Regions from separate parts of the Mus musculus genome. Here region 2 is linked to region 1. A link is a contact called in public HiChIP or PLAC-seq data. All regions are on one chromosome and are shown on one strand. Each heading gives the region's core, a stretch centred on a gene start, on an enhancer-like site or on the middle of the called end of the contact. The rest is flanking DNA. Distances are from core to core; before and after follow the strand shown. Region 1 overlaps Med27 (mediator complex subunit 27). Region 2 overlaps Rapgef1 (Rap guanine nucleotide exchange factor (GEF) 1).

What was found. HiChIP or PLAC-seq counts read pairs in DNA pulled down with a chosen protein or histone mark.
Region 2: a contact with region 1 is called in an H3K27ac HiChIP or PLAC-seq map of embryonic stem cells, with 6 read pairs. The contact joins two enhancer-like sites. A contact is called at or near these places in 2 of 115 datasets of contacts at active chromatin or transcription factors (bone marrow-derived macrophages and embryonic stem cells) and 1 of 9 other capture datasets (pancreatic islet).

The regions. Positions count from the first base shown.
Region 1 is chr2:29,454,331-29,462,119 of GRCm38.p6, reverse strand. All of the region lies in intron 3 of Med27 (mediator complex subunit 27), which reads right to left. Among named protein-coding and RNA genes, the nearest start is that of Mir133c, 17 kb to the left of the region's middle. Within about 2 kb of position 4,274, at least 42 of the 459 cell types and tissues checked have an H3K27ac peak or open chromatin away from gene starts, as enhancers often do. A contact at or near this core is called in embryonic stem cells, where this site is marked.
Region 2 is chr2:29,625,710-29,633,498 of GRCm38.p6, reverse strand. All of the region lies in intron 1 of Rapgef1 (Rap guanine nucleotide exchange factor (GEF) 1), which reads right to left. Among named protein-coding and RNA genes, the nearest start is that of Rapgef1, 9.9 kb to the right of the region's middle. Within about 2 kb of position 3,933, at least 139 of the 459 cell types and tissues checked have an H3K27ac peak or open chromatin away from gene starts, as enhancers often do. A contact at or near this core is called in embryonic stem cells, where this site is marked.

The sequences.
Region 1 (7,789 bases), core at 3,025-5,524:
GACAGGAAAGACTGTCTTGCAACAGCAGGAGCAGGATCTTAAAGCCCACACCCACTGTGACATACTTCCTCCAACAAGGCCACACCTCCTAGTGCCACTACTAGTGCCACTCCCTGGGCCAAACATATTCAAACCACCGCACTCAGTGAATTCCCAACTGCTCCTCCTAAGCCAACTCCCCACAAGTCTCAGAGGTCCCCACTGAAAATCACTCACCCTTCCCAGCACTTATCAACTCCAGCTGCTCCTGCTGCCAGAGCAGTCTCTCAGCAGACACTGACAAACAGCAATGTTAGGAGTCAAAGGCACCCAGGTGTTCAGTCTTCCTCTGCCCTCGACTTAGTCCTCTCTGGCCTTGGTTTCATATCTCACAAATAAGAACATCACCTACTTCCTTCCAGTTGTGAGGGATAAATACAGAGCTAACATCAGTTGCTCACTTTATACAAAACAGTTTTCCTCCCTGGCAAAAGTGAGATAGCCCGGAGACCCAAGAACAGCCTGAGAACAAGGGAATCTTCCAGGCTTCTGTTCTTTCTAACACCTCACTCCATTCCTATTAGAAGGGAGAATTCCTCCTAGCATGGTACTTGGGAGAGAGGGCAGGCAGCTCACTTACGCAAGATCCTGCAGTGGGTTAGTGCAAGGTGTGCTAGAGTAAGCAGACCAGACTTCGGTTCAGATCTGTGCTGGGTCTCTTCACTGACCCCTCTGTACTGCACTGTGCTTGGGAAGCTGGCCCACACCAAGAGGACGCCAACTAGACTTTTGGTCAACAGCAAGTGCTGGCTGGGGAGCACTGGGCTGGCTAAAAGGCTGTAGAACTGCACTTCTCAGTGTCTGCTAAATCCCACCATCCAGTAGAGTCACAGCGGCATGGCAAGGTCACACGGACTGGGTGGCTTTGTCCCCACAGCAGAAAGGTGGCAGTAGCCAGTTCCTGCTCACCTTTGTGACAATCCCCACCCACACATCCTCTTCAGCTTACACACAAAGCATTAGGTGGAGGTCTCCTCTGGGGGATGGACCCTGATAGGTGATATCATGTGTACTATACCCATAGGCTTCTCTGCTCTTTACCTGTGTTTGGCCAAATGAGGTATCCTGGTTGTTGTCATCGTCATTATTATTATTGCTTTTGTGTGTGTGTGTGTGTGTGTGTGTGGTCAACTTGACACAAGCTGGAGTCATCTGGGAACAGATCTCAACTGAGAAAATGCTTCAATCAGATTGGCTTGTAGGCAAAACTGGAGAGTGTTTTCTCTATTAATGGCTGATATGGAGGGCCAGCGCACTGAGTAAGCCAAGGGGAGCAAGCCAGTAAGCGTTGCTCCTCCATGACCTCTGCTTCAGCTCCTGCCTTGAGTACCTGGCCTGATTTTCCTCAGTGATGGAGTGACCTGAGAGTTGTAAGCTGAAATAGACGGTTTTCTCTTTAACTTGCTTTTGGTCATAGGTGAAGCTCACTAGGACAGGAAGCCCGGAGAGGACGTGTGGGTGTGGGAGGGGAAGAGCAGTCAGATATATCCTACCTACCTGTGAAATCACCAGCAACTAGCTACACTGGGCAGGCCATTCAAACTGCCAGAAGCCTTCTCCGCAGTGTTCTGGCGATTGCCCTGGCTTTTAGCATTCTCCCCTCACACAGGAGGAAGGTCAGCAAAGCCTCTGCCCATTGAACAGAGCACAAGGTGCTGCTCAGGCCCTGGGGTCAACAGGCACCTGCTGCACAAAACTTCCTTAGCCACTCAGTCTCCTTCCAGACAGTGAAAAGTTCTTCCCACGTCAAACACAGAACACCAAAGCAACACCAAAATTCCATATGCTAGGGTATGAAATGAGGTGACCTAGATACTGAAGTTAACTGAAGGTAACAGCAATGTGCATGTTCTTTACTAATAACGAAGTGAAACTTTATGTATTCTGTCCCTTAATTAAGCAATATTCCATTAGCAGAATTTCCCTAGACTATTTAGCTGCGGATGTGGCTTTGTTTAGAAATCCACTTCATTCAAACAGAAGCAGCAGGTGAGAAGCAGGCCCCCAGGTCTGGTCTGTCTTCACCTTTACTCTCCCTGGACATCCTTCAGCATGCTAGGGATGGAACTTAGGGCTGTATAGGCTAAGCACTGACCTACCACTGAGCCCCACCCCCAACCCCATCCTTTCTTATGTGTTCTGATACCTCCAAGCTTTAGGTGGAGATATTCAACTTCTCTCTCAGACCACTGCCAAGTGCTAAACAGCTTCCCTCTAAGTTCACTGTCAAATTCACACGTGCCCCAAAATGTGATAAACATATCCACATGGTGGCACATGAGCTGACATTTATGTCTACATAGACAGAAAAACATAACCAGCAAATAAAACCCAGCAACTTTATACATACCATTTTGCTCAGCCATACAGCTACACAGGCTTAGTTTGAAAAGTTTTAATAAGTTTTTAAAGCAGATAATTCAACAACAGCTTAGCTGCAAAATAGGTTTGCTTATTTGTGAATTATTGTTTTTTTTTCCTTTGTTCTAGATGATTTTTCCCTTCAGTACCTTACAAAAGGTGTTCCCATACCTCCATTTGGAGGTATTGAAGGAGGAGAAATGGACAGGCATCCAGAAGAGGCTGGAGTGTTTAGCTCAGCAAGGCCAGGAAGCAAGGGCTGTGATAACTGATTACTGGGCAGCTGGACAGTGTGTCTGAGAATGTGGCGTGAGCATGCCAAGTGCTCAGGGAGAGGAAGGAAAGTAGCCCTGGCACTTGGCATACACAGCCATTCTGCCATGTTCTGAGTAGTTAAAAACTGCCAGAACACTGCTCTCGGTGGAACCATACCTAGGATTCTCCCATATGACTAACCAGGACAGACCTTGCTTAGTTTCTAAGATCAGATGAGATAGGGTGTGTTCAGGGCGGTATGGCTATAGACCAAACCTAGGATTCTATCTGACACAGGGAAATGGTGGACCCCAGTGCCTGAAACAGACTGACAGTGCATCCTTGTGGTAGTCTGAATGTGACTAGCCTCTATTGTAGAGTTTTGTTGTATTTTTTTCAAATTACTGTGGAGAGACACCATGACCGTGGCAACTCTTTTAAAGGAAAACATTTAATTGGGGATGGCTTACAGTCCAGAGGTTTCAACCTCATCATAGTGAGTAGCATGCTGGCACACAGGCAGACATGGTATTGGAGCAGGCGCTGAGAGTTCTACACCTGGAACCACAGGCAGAGAGAAATAGGGAGGGGGGGGAGGGAGAAAAGGAGGGGGGAAAGAGAAAGAGGGAGGAGGAGAGAGACTGAACCTGGTTTAGGCATTTGAAATCCCAAAGCCCATCCCAATGGGATGACACATTTTCTTCAAACAAGACCACACCTCCTAATGCCACACCTTAAACATTCAAATGAGTTTATGAAGGCCATTCTTATTCAAACCACCACAGCCCTGAAAGGCTCAGATATTTGTGTGTTTAGAAATCAGGTAGTAGCTATACTTGAGGGGTTAGGAGAAGCTGGCATGGCCTTGTTGAAGGAAGTGTGTCACCGGGGAGTGTGCTTTGAGGTTTCAGGTCCACTGTCACTCTCTCTTCCTGTGGCCTGTGGATCCTCCTTCTCCAGCACCATGTTTGCCTGCATGTTGCAAGCTCCCCACCATGATGACAATAGACTGAACTTCTGAAACTGTAAGCCAGCCCCAATGAAATGCTTTCTTTTGTAAGCGTTGCTGTAGACATGGTGTCTCTTCACAGCAATAGAACAGTGGTTAAAATAATCTACTGCAGGGGGATGGTGGCCTCGCCCAAACTTGTGGCTCACCAAGCTTAGAAATCTGTGGCAGTCTGTTAGATCCCGCATGAACGCTTACTGTATGTCAGAAGAGAATTAAGGTCACTCACTTGACCACCCACTAACCATGTCCCATACCCCTTAAGCCCCACCTATTGGTCCCTACATTTTCACTCTAAACAAAAAGGGGAGACCATCGCTTACAAGCAATGGGGGTTTAAAATTTTCTTTTTCTAGAAAAGAGAGAAAGAAAAATGGAAGAGTGAAGTAACTTGGAACCCAGATTATTTTTTATGATTTATCTGTTATTTTTATGTATGTGTATGTGTAGGTGTGTGTGTGTGTGAGTCCCTGCACCTGAGTGTAGCCAGCCTCAGAGGGCAGATACACTGGCTTCCTGGAGCTGGAGTTACAGGTGGCTATGAGCTGGCCAACATGAGTACTGGGAAATGAACTCTACTGTTCAGAACAGCTGAGTCATCCCTCCAGCCCCAAACCTAACTTCCTCCCCTCCACCCTCCTACCCCCACCCCCACCCCCGGGGACGGGGTTTCTCTGTATAGCTCTTGTTGTCCTGGAACTCACTCTGTAGACCAGGTTGATCTCAAACTCAGAATCTGCCTGCCTCTGCCTCCCAAGTGCTGGGATTAAAGTTGTGTGCCACCACCGCCCGGCCAAATCTAACTTCTTAAACTGTGAGGTTTCTAAAACAACCAAACGTAAATTCAAGATCAAATGTATCATGAATCTGAGGTGCTTTGGCAGCATTTGCCCATAGTACATCACATGACTTCACTGTAGCCTTGGGTCTGAACACACAACAGGGCACTTCACACTACATGTTCCCTTGTACCACACAAAAGCAACAAAGTGCCTAAAATACTGTGGGTCAGAATGAAGCCTCTGTATATATGGCTCACATATATGCATCGCTCACACTGCACACACAACGAGTTCCGCTCCTGTTTTCTTATGGAAGCGAAGACACTGTGTTCCTGCTGTCACTGCTTAGCCTGCACCAGAGTAGTTAGTTGTACACAGACTGCTGCGTCAGAACAAAAACTGCTCTTTGAGTTGCTGGCTTGACTTCTTAAAGAAAGAAGAGCATAGCATGAATGTTGGTGTGAGATTATGATGAGACTCCTCCTAACAATTCTGAAATGGTCCTAAAGAGTCTTCTGCCATTTTGTGTGATGCATTTCCGAGGAGAGGCACTCTCAGCACTGGTGACAATAAAGATGTCTATATGCTGCACCACTGCAGCGTCTCATCCTCGGCCAAGAAGGAACTGTTTATGTAAAATAAGCAAAGACACCCATTGAGCTGGCATGTAAATCTGCTTTCATCTTTAGTAAATAATAAAATTATACGCACAGCAAAGAATTGTTTTAAGGTAAACATGGCATTTTATCAGCAAAAGTCTGAAGAGCATGCTTATTTTATATATCTTCTGCTGAGGGTCATGAAAAGATTTCTCTGGTGAAAAGGAGTCAGAAAGCTTAAAAGTGGCGATAGTTTTAGGAAGCTGTGGTCCAGGAGATAAGACGGCCCTAAGTGAAAAGGCTTCCAGGAACAGGCCACAGCCCTCTCTGAGTGACAGGAAGGACACAGACAGGAGAGCCCCTCAGCTGTGTGGCCTGCGGCATACACATAAGTTACAACAGAAGCAGGGGGGGCTTAACTCAAGTTTCAAATTCACGCAGAATCCATTCTCCGACCAAAAATGACGCTACAAACCATTGGCAAGAATACATCAGAATTCCTTCCCAAGGTATCTGAAAATTAAACTGTAGACTCTGGAAATCACAGAAGCCAAAGAAGAAATCAAAAAGAAAATTAGAAAATAATCTTGAACTAAATGATAATTAAATCCATTGAAATGTGTGGCATGCAGGTAATGCCATGCTTAGGGGAACATTTCTAGCTTTCCAATACTTCTACAAGCACTGACTACCTAAGCTTTCATTTAAGAGTCATACAATGGAAAGCAGGTTAATTCCAGAGAAGCAGGAGAGTATTACAATACACATGATCAGAGTATTAGCAAACCTGTGACATGCAGAAGAGAGCAGTCATGACAATGACAACACTAGTAAGATTTACTCAGGAAGGAAGCAGAGACTTGGAATTTACCAGGAACAGGGACAAATTGGGGACAATGTTCAGATTCCAGAGTCGTCAAAAGTAGAATTAAGAGGATATTGTTAAATATTTCATGTCAATAAAATTGACAGCTAAGATGAAAGGGACCGCTTCAAAAGATGTAAGTTATGTGACAGACAGGAGAAGTAGTGATCTTATGTCCAGAGTGGGGTGCCTTTTAAAAAGCTCACTAAAGGAGCCAGCCCACCTAACCAGCAGAGCTGCTGAACAGGGAGGACAAAAAAGCAGGGTTGTGAGCAGGGGCTCAGGCTGCTAGAGGGAGTCACTCCAGCAGCCCTCCACAGACAAATCTGCTTTCTCATTTGCCCACAGGCTGTTCCTGCAACTTCCAAGGGCAGTGGCTTAAAAGTGAATTTGCTATTTAAAGAGAAACAAAACAACCCACCAGCAACACCCCCAAATCCTTCCAGAGAAAAAGCCCAGGCCAGGCTGCAATCAGTAACACCCCCCCCCCCCCAGCCATGCTCGGTTTGCAAAGACTCCTAGACTCCCAAGCAGGCACCGCCCACAGCAGTTTCTGCAGGACAAATCCAGTTTGGCCTATCTGCCCAGGGACTACAAAGAGTGTCAAGCACATCTGAATACAGGCAAGGGTTCTGACACACTTAGTTCTGCACTCCCAGAAAAGCACAGCAAAAGTCCCTTTACATGAACAAAGCAGGAAGGTGGCACACAGGGCATGAAGTTGGGTAGAATGAGACAGCTCCTGGGACTCAGCCCACAGGAGGAGAGCAGTGCTTAAGAACAGTCTTGTCCAGAGGGTGGTTCCGGATGAAGACCTTGAAACAGCACACCTGAAGTCTAGAATGCTGCACATATATGTGCACCCAGAGAGGACCTAACCCTGGACCCCAAGCAGCTATATCCTCTACTCCCCATACTCTCTTCCAGTTCATCTTGGCCTGAACACACAGGGCAGGACATTCACTGAGAAAAGCCCATCCTGGCTCTCCACACCCACTGTTACATTAGGCAAGTCACTGGCTCCTCCTCGTGCCAGTCTCCTATTGTTTGGACGAGATGATCTCTATGGTTCACTCTAGCTTTGGCCAATTCAACATGTACTTCTTAAGAGGTTACTGCATGCAATTACACACCTTTCAAGACCCGTCCATCTCTGAATGGTAATTACTGTAGAGAATTCATTTAACCGGAACCCCCCATTCCTGACCTTTGGGAGTGAAGTTATCAGACTTAATGGGCTTTAGTAAAATCTGTTAGTGTTTCTAACAGCAGGATTATCCCCAGGACAGCTCTAGTACAGAGCACAGTGCCTTCGGTGATCTCGGGCCTATCACTTGAAACTTCTGCAGGACCCGTGGCTAGAGAGAAACCTTTGAAGGACCACAGCTGGAGGACACCAGCAACTGCACCTGAGGGCTGAGGATGAGTGTCTACCAAGGACCTCAGGAAGCAGTTTTTCAGTCCAGGAATTTACAGGGGGTGTCTGCCCACCAGAGCTCACAGGCCAGCTCTCACTGGAACTGTGTGGACTGCCTTAAAGCAGCCACGTAGGGTGCTCAGTAATCAGAACCCACAGCTAACGTGTCCTTTCCTGGAGGCTCTGAGGATAGGAGGGAGAGAACAATTATTTACTTAAATGGTCACAGCTTTGGAAATGGAAGCCAAGAGCAGAATAAGCACCAGGTCCTTCCCCTCTGAAGTCTCAGATGCCCACATCCATAAGCAGAAGCCCTGCCCTGTTCCACTGAGGTTATCCATCGCCCAGCAGCACCACAGACACATGTGGCAAAGCGCAGGGTGTGTGTGTGTGTGTGTGTGTGTGTGTGTTCACTTGCAAACACACTTGCATGGAGTCACATGGGATCCTCCAGTTGATAGC
Region 2 (7,789 bases), core at 2,684-5,183, 170 kb before region 1:
GGACCAGGACTGCGGGAACCTGTAATGATACCCATTGGCCAGAGACTAAGTTAGTAATCTTAATTTTGAGCTCTGCAGAGGTACTGTCCATCTAACAGGCCCAGAAGGGCTGGAATTTCTGAGGAAGCCTTGGCCTTGCTTCCGTCTAGATTCCCCTCCCTCTGCCCCTCCCATGAGCCAGTCATATTTTCTTAGGAATGTGGCCAAGAGCTTGGAACCCAGCCAGAGGTTCACAGTGCCTGCCGCCTGCACCGTCAACCAGAACAGTTGCCCAGTGTGCACCCTGAGAAGTCTGGGCTTCAGTAACTGCTGACAGCACCCAGCACTCTGTGCCAGACTACGGCAAGCCTCAGGTGAAGCCCAGCTACACACTCGAACCCTGAAACTTCCATTAACCAGGAGCATAGCTTGACTCAGAGCCTGACCCTGAGGAGGGGGCTGGGAGGGGGCCTACCAGAGTTGGAAAGCCCAGATACATGGTAGCAAGAACCTTATCCAGTGGTCTAGTATCTGCCCTGGCTTCAAGGGTTCCTGAACACACAGGTTCCTCAAGGGCTAGACCCAACAGAGGAGCCACTGTACCCAGACGGCCCTTTACCTAGTCCCTCTCAGCCCATCAAGCAGTACACATGGTCACTAATGAAGCCACTACACACTTCTGTTTTAAAACTGTTTTGACATAATTTATTGTGTAAAGCTACATCTAAGAATAAATATGTTTAGGTAAATAAATGCTAACACTTTTGTATCCATAGCAAAGTTTGAAACCTATGAGTGTGAGGATAGGGCTCTGGGCAGAATGCCATTAAAACAAGTGTGGTAAAATGTGTTTAAAGTGACTACCTGAGCCATGCGATGCTTAGATCCACCACAAACCCCATGCTGCATCATCACCAGCTACACAAGATCTTCACCATGCAAAGTGGACTGTCTGGTAACCACCAACTCCACCTCTCCCCTCAGCTAGCCCCTACCACTCGGCTTCATCATTCTCATTTTTACCAAGTTAAGATCCCATGAAAGTGAAGTCACATGGTGCTTGCTTCGCTGACTTCTTACTGCACTTGGCACAATGCCCTCAGGTTTTATCTACAGAGTAGCACTTCAGACAACACTTCTCTTTTTTAAAGGCTGACTAATACTCCACAATGGAGAGAAACAGCTTGTTTATCTATTCACCCCTGTACAGCATCTGAGGTGCCTCTACCTCTAGGTGATAATGAGTAGTGCTGCTATAGAGGGGAGGGAGGAGGAGAGATGGAGAGAAGGGAGGGGGTGAGGAAGGGAGTGGGTAGGGACTGGGAGGGTTCTCTTCAAGACCCTGCTTCCTGTATTGTGTGGTGAGTCTTGTGGTCTTAGACTTCACGTCCTGCCAATTTAAGGTTTTACTTTTTGCAAGATGTTCTCCAGCCGGGCGTGGGGGCTCACGCCTTTAATCCCAGCACTCAGGCAGAGGCAGGCGGATTTCTGAGTTCCAGGCCAGCCTGGTCTACAGAGTGAGTTCCAGGACAGCCAGAGTTATACAGAGAAACCCTGTCTCGAAAAAAAACAAAACAAAACAAAAAAACAAAAAAAAAACAAAAAAACCAACCAAACAAACAAACAAACAAACAAACAAAAAACAGAAAAAGAAAAAGAAAGAGAGAAAGAGAGAACGAAAGAACGAAAGAAAGAACGAAAGAAAGAAGTGAGCCATCCCTGGTTGGGGCGTGTTCTCACTGCGCTTTTGAATAGGTTTCCCTGGTGATTAACAGTTCTGTGCATATTCATGAGCTCACTGGCTGTTTTCACCTTTCTTTGAGAAGATGTCAATGTAAGTGTTTTGTCCATTTTTAAAGATTGAGCTGCTTTTGTAGGTCCCAGGCCATCCTTTATCTGTTCCTCCGAGAAACACAGAGATGGCTAACCAAGGTCAAGTTCTCAACAGATAAACAAGCCAATACTACAAGTGGAATACAACAAAGCAATAAAAAAGCACAATAAATACAGCAAGCTGAGAGTACAGAGTGAAGAGCCCCATGTTCACAGACCTGGTCACCAGGTCACAGTTCCACAGGGAGCTTGGTGGTCACCAAGGCTGGAAAAGTTTGACCCAAAGACTTCACAGGGAGTTTCTCCTTGGGTAGTGGAATGGCTGGGCACCCTGACTGTGGTAGGGTTAAATAAGATCTGCTTATGTTAAACACAGTTTTACAGTGTGAGGTTTAGAGCATTCTCACTCAGAAGAAAGCTCTCTTTGCCCACACAGACCTGGCTATGTTGAAGCACCACTCCTGGGATGCTAACAACACTCAGGGCTTCATGAGGACTGCTACTTGAACCAAGTCTGGCTGAACTAGGAGACATGAAGTCCTAAAGAGCCAAAGTGTTCACAAATGCTCCATCACTTAGGAGGGGGGATTCACAGCAAGAGATAGCATGTGAGTATCAAGTTTCCTTGGGGAATGACCATCCACACTTGCTCCAGCAGAGCAGACCCTACACAGACCCACAGCCTCCTTTCACAGAGGAGACATAGACAATGTAGAGGATCTACAGCACTAGGCCCATTCTTTGCACTGTCTGGAAACATCCGTTCCCAGCCTAGTGGTGATAATAACCTTCACATTCTGTGATGACCTCTCTGTCATCCCATTAAGCTGGGACCTGAGGACTTTGGCTACTGTACAGTGCAGGTTCCTACCCCAGCTCCTATGCTTCAAACACAACAGCTCCTACAAGCCTGTTTAGGGTAACGAAGAGAGACAAGGCCAGACCATGCAGAACAGCATGCTTTTGATCCCGGCCTTTGGTTCTGGGATGACCTCAGAGAACTAGTGTGTTTAAGCTTCTGGACAAGTCCAGGCAGAAGCTCAGACAACTGAGGGAATGCTAATGAGGAGAAAGGTCCTGCAGCTCCAAGACCCAATGATGAGCGTCAGGGCTGAACAGCTTCATCTCCTGGAGACAGTTCAGTGCTTTGTGCCTGAGGCATGTGCTGGCCCAGGAAGACGTAGAACAGAGCAGGACACGGGATTCCTGAGTCTGTGTAGCTGGGACAGGTAACCTTGGGAGGAAAATACAGGGCACGGATTCCCCTGACAGGGCACTAGAGTCATTTGTAAATTACCTGTTACAGAGATCTGAATGATCAACAGCATGGCCAGATGTGTGACTGAACACAACGAGAGCCCGCTCCTCTTGGCCTGCGGCCTAACTATAACCATCCCTAACCAATTTTTAACCTTGGGAGTCGGTCTCCCAAAAGAAGCAGGGGAAGAGGGGCTGGGTGTGGCCCAGTGGTAGAGTGTTCAACTTCTGTGAGGTCCAGGGCTTCATCTCCAGCACAGAGACTCCAAAGCATCACAAGAGCCAGGGACCTCCCTTTCCTCTGAGGATTGAAGTACGAAATATCAACATTTTTAAATACATGATATCTTAGGGCAGAAGGGCCTTAAATAAGAATGAGCCTCATGTCCACTCTGCACTTCTCAAGTGTTCAGACTTAGCAAGAACCCTGAAGTATCAGAAAGCTTATAGACGATTTCCTTCACACTATATGGCAGACCCACGGAAATGAAGAAATCTCACAGCTCACAGAGCACTGACTTCACTGCACTGAGGCAGTCCTGGGGTCCCAAGGAGAATGGATCTTCTTGTAGCCCCTGCTCAGGCTCTCTCCACCTCTACCAGAGAGGGATATATAGGAACGGCTCAGCTTCCTGCACACAGGCACTGGCTAATGGATCCCTGGACTTCTGGAGGGCAGGCTGCTAGGTACTCGGTGACACCCCCAGGGCCACTCCACTCCCAAGCTGCTTTTCTGCAGGGTTCCCAGCCCTTCCGAGCTGAGGACCCAGAGGCTGATTTGCAAGTCTGTAGGCAGATGTGTGGTGTTAGTCCTGTGGAGATGCAGGAAAGCCCCAGGGGAGTCCCAAGCTGAGCAGTTTCCAAGCCAAGGTCATAGTGGTGCCTCTGAGCCACCCCTGTGACTCAGCAGACCAGTCCTGAACCCAGGGTCTAGATACAAGGGGGCAGGGAAGGGAAAAGCAGGTTCCCTGCAGTGTGTGCCTACAGGTCAGGTACCTCCCCTAACACTACCTCCTTTTCCACAGCTGTCAACTGGTCCCAAAGCCTGCTTACTCTTTAGTAAGAAGAGAATCAAGCAAGCGCCTGTCTGTCTGCAGTACAGTGTCTGGCACAAATGAGAAAGTGAACACTAGTCACCACCTCCCTTACCTGGAACAATGTTGTGTAGCCCCAACACCTTAGGTAAGACAGAGTCAACAAAACCTAAAGTAACAAAAGAGGCTTGTATCTGTGCAACACTTGGGAAGCTACAGAGGCCTCCGCATACATCTGTGGGCTGAGGAGTTGAGTAAGAACATCTGCTGCTCAAGCATGAGGACCTGAGCTTGGGTCTCTGGCACCCATAGAGAAGGCCAGATGTGGCCCAGGTGCAAACCTAGGACCCCGTGGGGTTGAGGGAGTAGAGAGGGAAGATCCCTGGGGCTTGCTGGCTGTCAGCCTCACTGCAACACCATCAGCACGCCCAATAACTGGGAACAGAAGGCAGAATGGCCAGGTGTGTTTTTGGTTAGTCTCAGTTGTATAGTGAATTCAAGACTAGCGTAGGCTACGTGGTCCCCATCTCAACAGGGCACAGGAGTAAGCACCAGTGACTCCAGTACTCTATAAAGCCTGAGGCAGGAGGACTGCTGTAAGTTTGAGGTCAGCCTGTGTTACACAGTGGGTTCAAGGCCAGTGTAGGATACACAGCAAACCCCTATCTCAAAAAGGAAACAGGAAGGGAGAAAGAGAGGGGGTGCAGCTGGGGGTGGGGGTGGGGAGTAACTTCTCCCAGGCTCCAGGCCCTCCCTGTACAGGACAGTTTCTTCTCAAGCTGTCTGTTGCCCTTCATCCACAATCCTGGAGCAGCCACCTCTCGGGCAGAGGGGTGCCTGGAAACATATAAGTCAAGCTTTGCCCACATCACAGAGCTAAGAGACGGGTACCCTCAGAACCAGTGAGACCTGGGGAAGTAGTGTGCACGCCTGTGGGCTTTTACCTCTGCCCCACTCTCTGTATGAGTGTGCATTTTAACTGCTCCAGATCTCCAAGAACAGCCTGTAGCTTGGAGTACTCCACAGAACAGTACAGTACCTTTCCTCCACTCTGGGGATGAAGTCACATGTGTGGAATGCTTTCGGCAGAGCCTGGTACTGGCACGTGGTGAATGCCTAATGACTGTTAGCTGCTACTATTATTTTTACTTACTGAAAGGAAGGGCTGAGAGACATCAATTCCAAGGCCCCACACAATCATCCATTTATCTGTTCATAGCCAGCCACTTGACGGAGGACAGCCACATGGGACTATCTATAACTAGCAAATAAATACTGCCATTGATTCTAATCAGGAATCTCCTTTGTTTGTTTCAGGTCAGTGAAGTGCACGGTACCTCAGCTGTTCTGCCTTTTCCCTCCACACGCACCTCCCAGAACCCTGAACATCGCCCTCCTGCTCTGCCTCACTTTAATCCTTATTACATTTATTTGTGTTTCAGAGGACACATGGCACACATGTGGAGGTGTACAACTTGTAGGAGCGAGTCTCTCCTTCCACCACTGGGAGGGACTGAACTCATGATGTCAGACTTGGAGACAAGGACCTTTTACCTGCTGAGCCATCTTGCTGTGTGCCTGGAAGCCATACCTGCCAGACTACAACAATGGCAAGCATTTCTAAAAGTTATAAAGTGGGGGCTGGAGAGATGGTTCAGTGGTTAAGAGCACTTACTGCTCTTACAGAGAACCTGGTTTCAGTTCCCAGCACCCACATGGCAGCTCACAACCAGTTCCAGGGTATCTGACACCCTCTTCTAACTTCTATGGGCTCATGCATACATGCAGTGCACATACGTGAGTTCAGGTACACACACAGACACACAAAATATTTTTGAAACTACAAAGTTAAGTACTGAAATGGACTCTTGTTCTGAGCCAGCAGACTCCATTTCCATGCTTTCAAAGTAGGGTGGAGCTCTGACCCAAAACTTAATTGGTAGTGAAATGACTGTGGTTCCAGCAGGCAGGGGCGAGCAGAGAGTCATTTAGGGCCAATGGATGCAGTGGGCTAGCTAGAGGGGCAGAAATGTGTTCGGTAGGGAGCATAGAGGACTCTGCATTGTGTATCGGACAATAGGGAAAAGGCTGAAGGAGGAATTACCACCACAGACCCAGGATGTCTAGGCCACCAGGCCAGCCTCCCACTACGTCTCGTGTAAGACACTCAGGCCCCATGTCAGAAACAAAAGGGAGATAGAGTCCACCTTCTCCGGCCCCTCAGGACAGCAGGTACCTCCAGCCACCCATAAATACAGCTGAGAAAGGCTCCCAAAGAATGTTCTAAGGACAACTGAAAAGGCTTAGCAAGCAGCCAGCAGGGCACCTACTAGGGACTTGTTATGGGTAGCAACCTGCACAGGTTGGTGGCCCCACTGCTGGTAAAGGCCAGCACAGTCATTGCTCTATGAGGGGTGATCACTACCCGGAATTCTTCGCTCCTGTGCAGAGCAAGCAGTAACTAAAACAGGGGCTCGGAGTGCATGCTGCCAGGCTACATGGGTCCCTGCCTTACCCTGGCCTAACACTCTGACAACATGTTCTTTCTCCTGCAATGGGAGGCTTGAACTTAGGGTCTTATTTTTGTTCTTTGTTTTGTTTGGTTTGGTTTGGTTTGGTTTGGTTTTTCGATACAGGGTTTCTCTGTGTACCTCTGGCTGTCCTGAAACTCACTTTGTAGACCAGGCTGTCCTCGAACTCAGAAATCCACCTGCCTCTGCCTCCCAAGTGCTGGGATTAAAGGTGTGCGCCACCACTACCCGGCTTATTTTTGTTTTTTAAAAGACTTACTTATTTTTTATCTATGGATATGGGTGTTTTGTCTGTGCATCATGTGCATATTGTGCCCAAGACCAGAAGGGTGTCAGATCCTCTGCAACTGGAGTTCCAGATATAAGCCATCATGTGAGTGCTAGGAACTGAACCTGGGACCTCTGCAAAAGCAACTAGAGCTCTTGACTATGGAGCCCCCTCCGCAGCCCCAAGCCTAGAGTCTGTGTATGACACGCTTCTTTGTTTCCCTTGGCTTCTTCTGAGATGAAGTCTCACTGCACTGCCCAGATCAGTCTCAAACTCCTAGGCACAACAGATCCTCCTACCCAAGACTCCCCAAAACCAGGATAAAGGCACACCACCACATGAGACTCCGGAATTTGTGGGGTGTTTTGTCTTTGCTTTTAGGGCTCTTTGAGGCAGGATGTCCCTTGGTAGTCCCTCTATCCTCTGCCTCCCCAGCAGCTTGGGAATCTGACTGCAGCGCTATCATCAACTTCCAAATGCACAAACCCTGCCCAACATACACAGTTAGCGCGGAGCTCCATCCACTGGACACCCCTCTTCAGAGACGTCCTACCAACTTGCCAAGAAGCAACCTAGGTAGCCATCTAAACCCAGGGGACGCTACATGTAAAGTCAGTCAGGGCTGGGGTGTGGCTCAGTGGTTTGGCATTTGCCTGGCATGTAGAAGGCTCTGGTGATGACACTAAGTTTACCTCTTTTTCTTTTTGCCTTTCCCTTGGATCAGCAGTGCGGGGATGAACTCATGGCCTTGTGCAGGTGCTTGCACTGCCTTGCCATGCCCAGGTCATCACTCTTCCTTAGAGTAAGTATGGACTGGGTACCTACTGTGCGCTAAGCTGGCTGGACTGAGTACCTACTGTGCGCTAAGCTGGCTAGTAGCCAGCCAG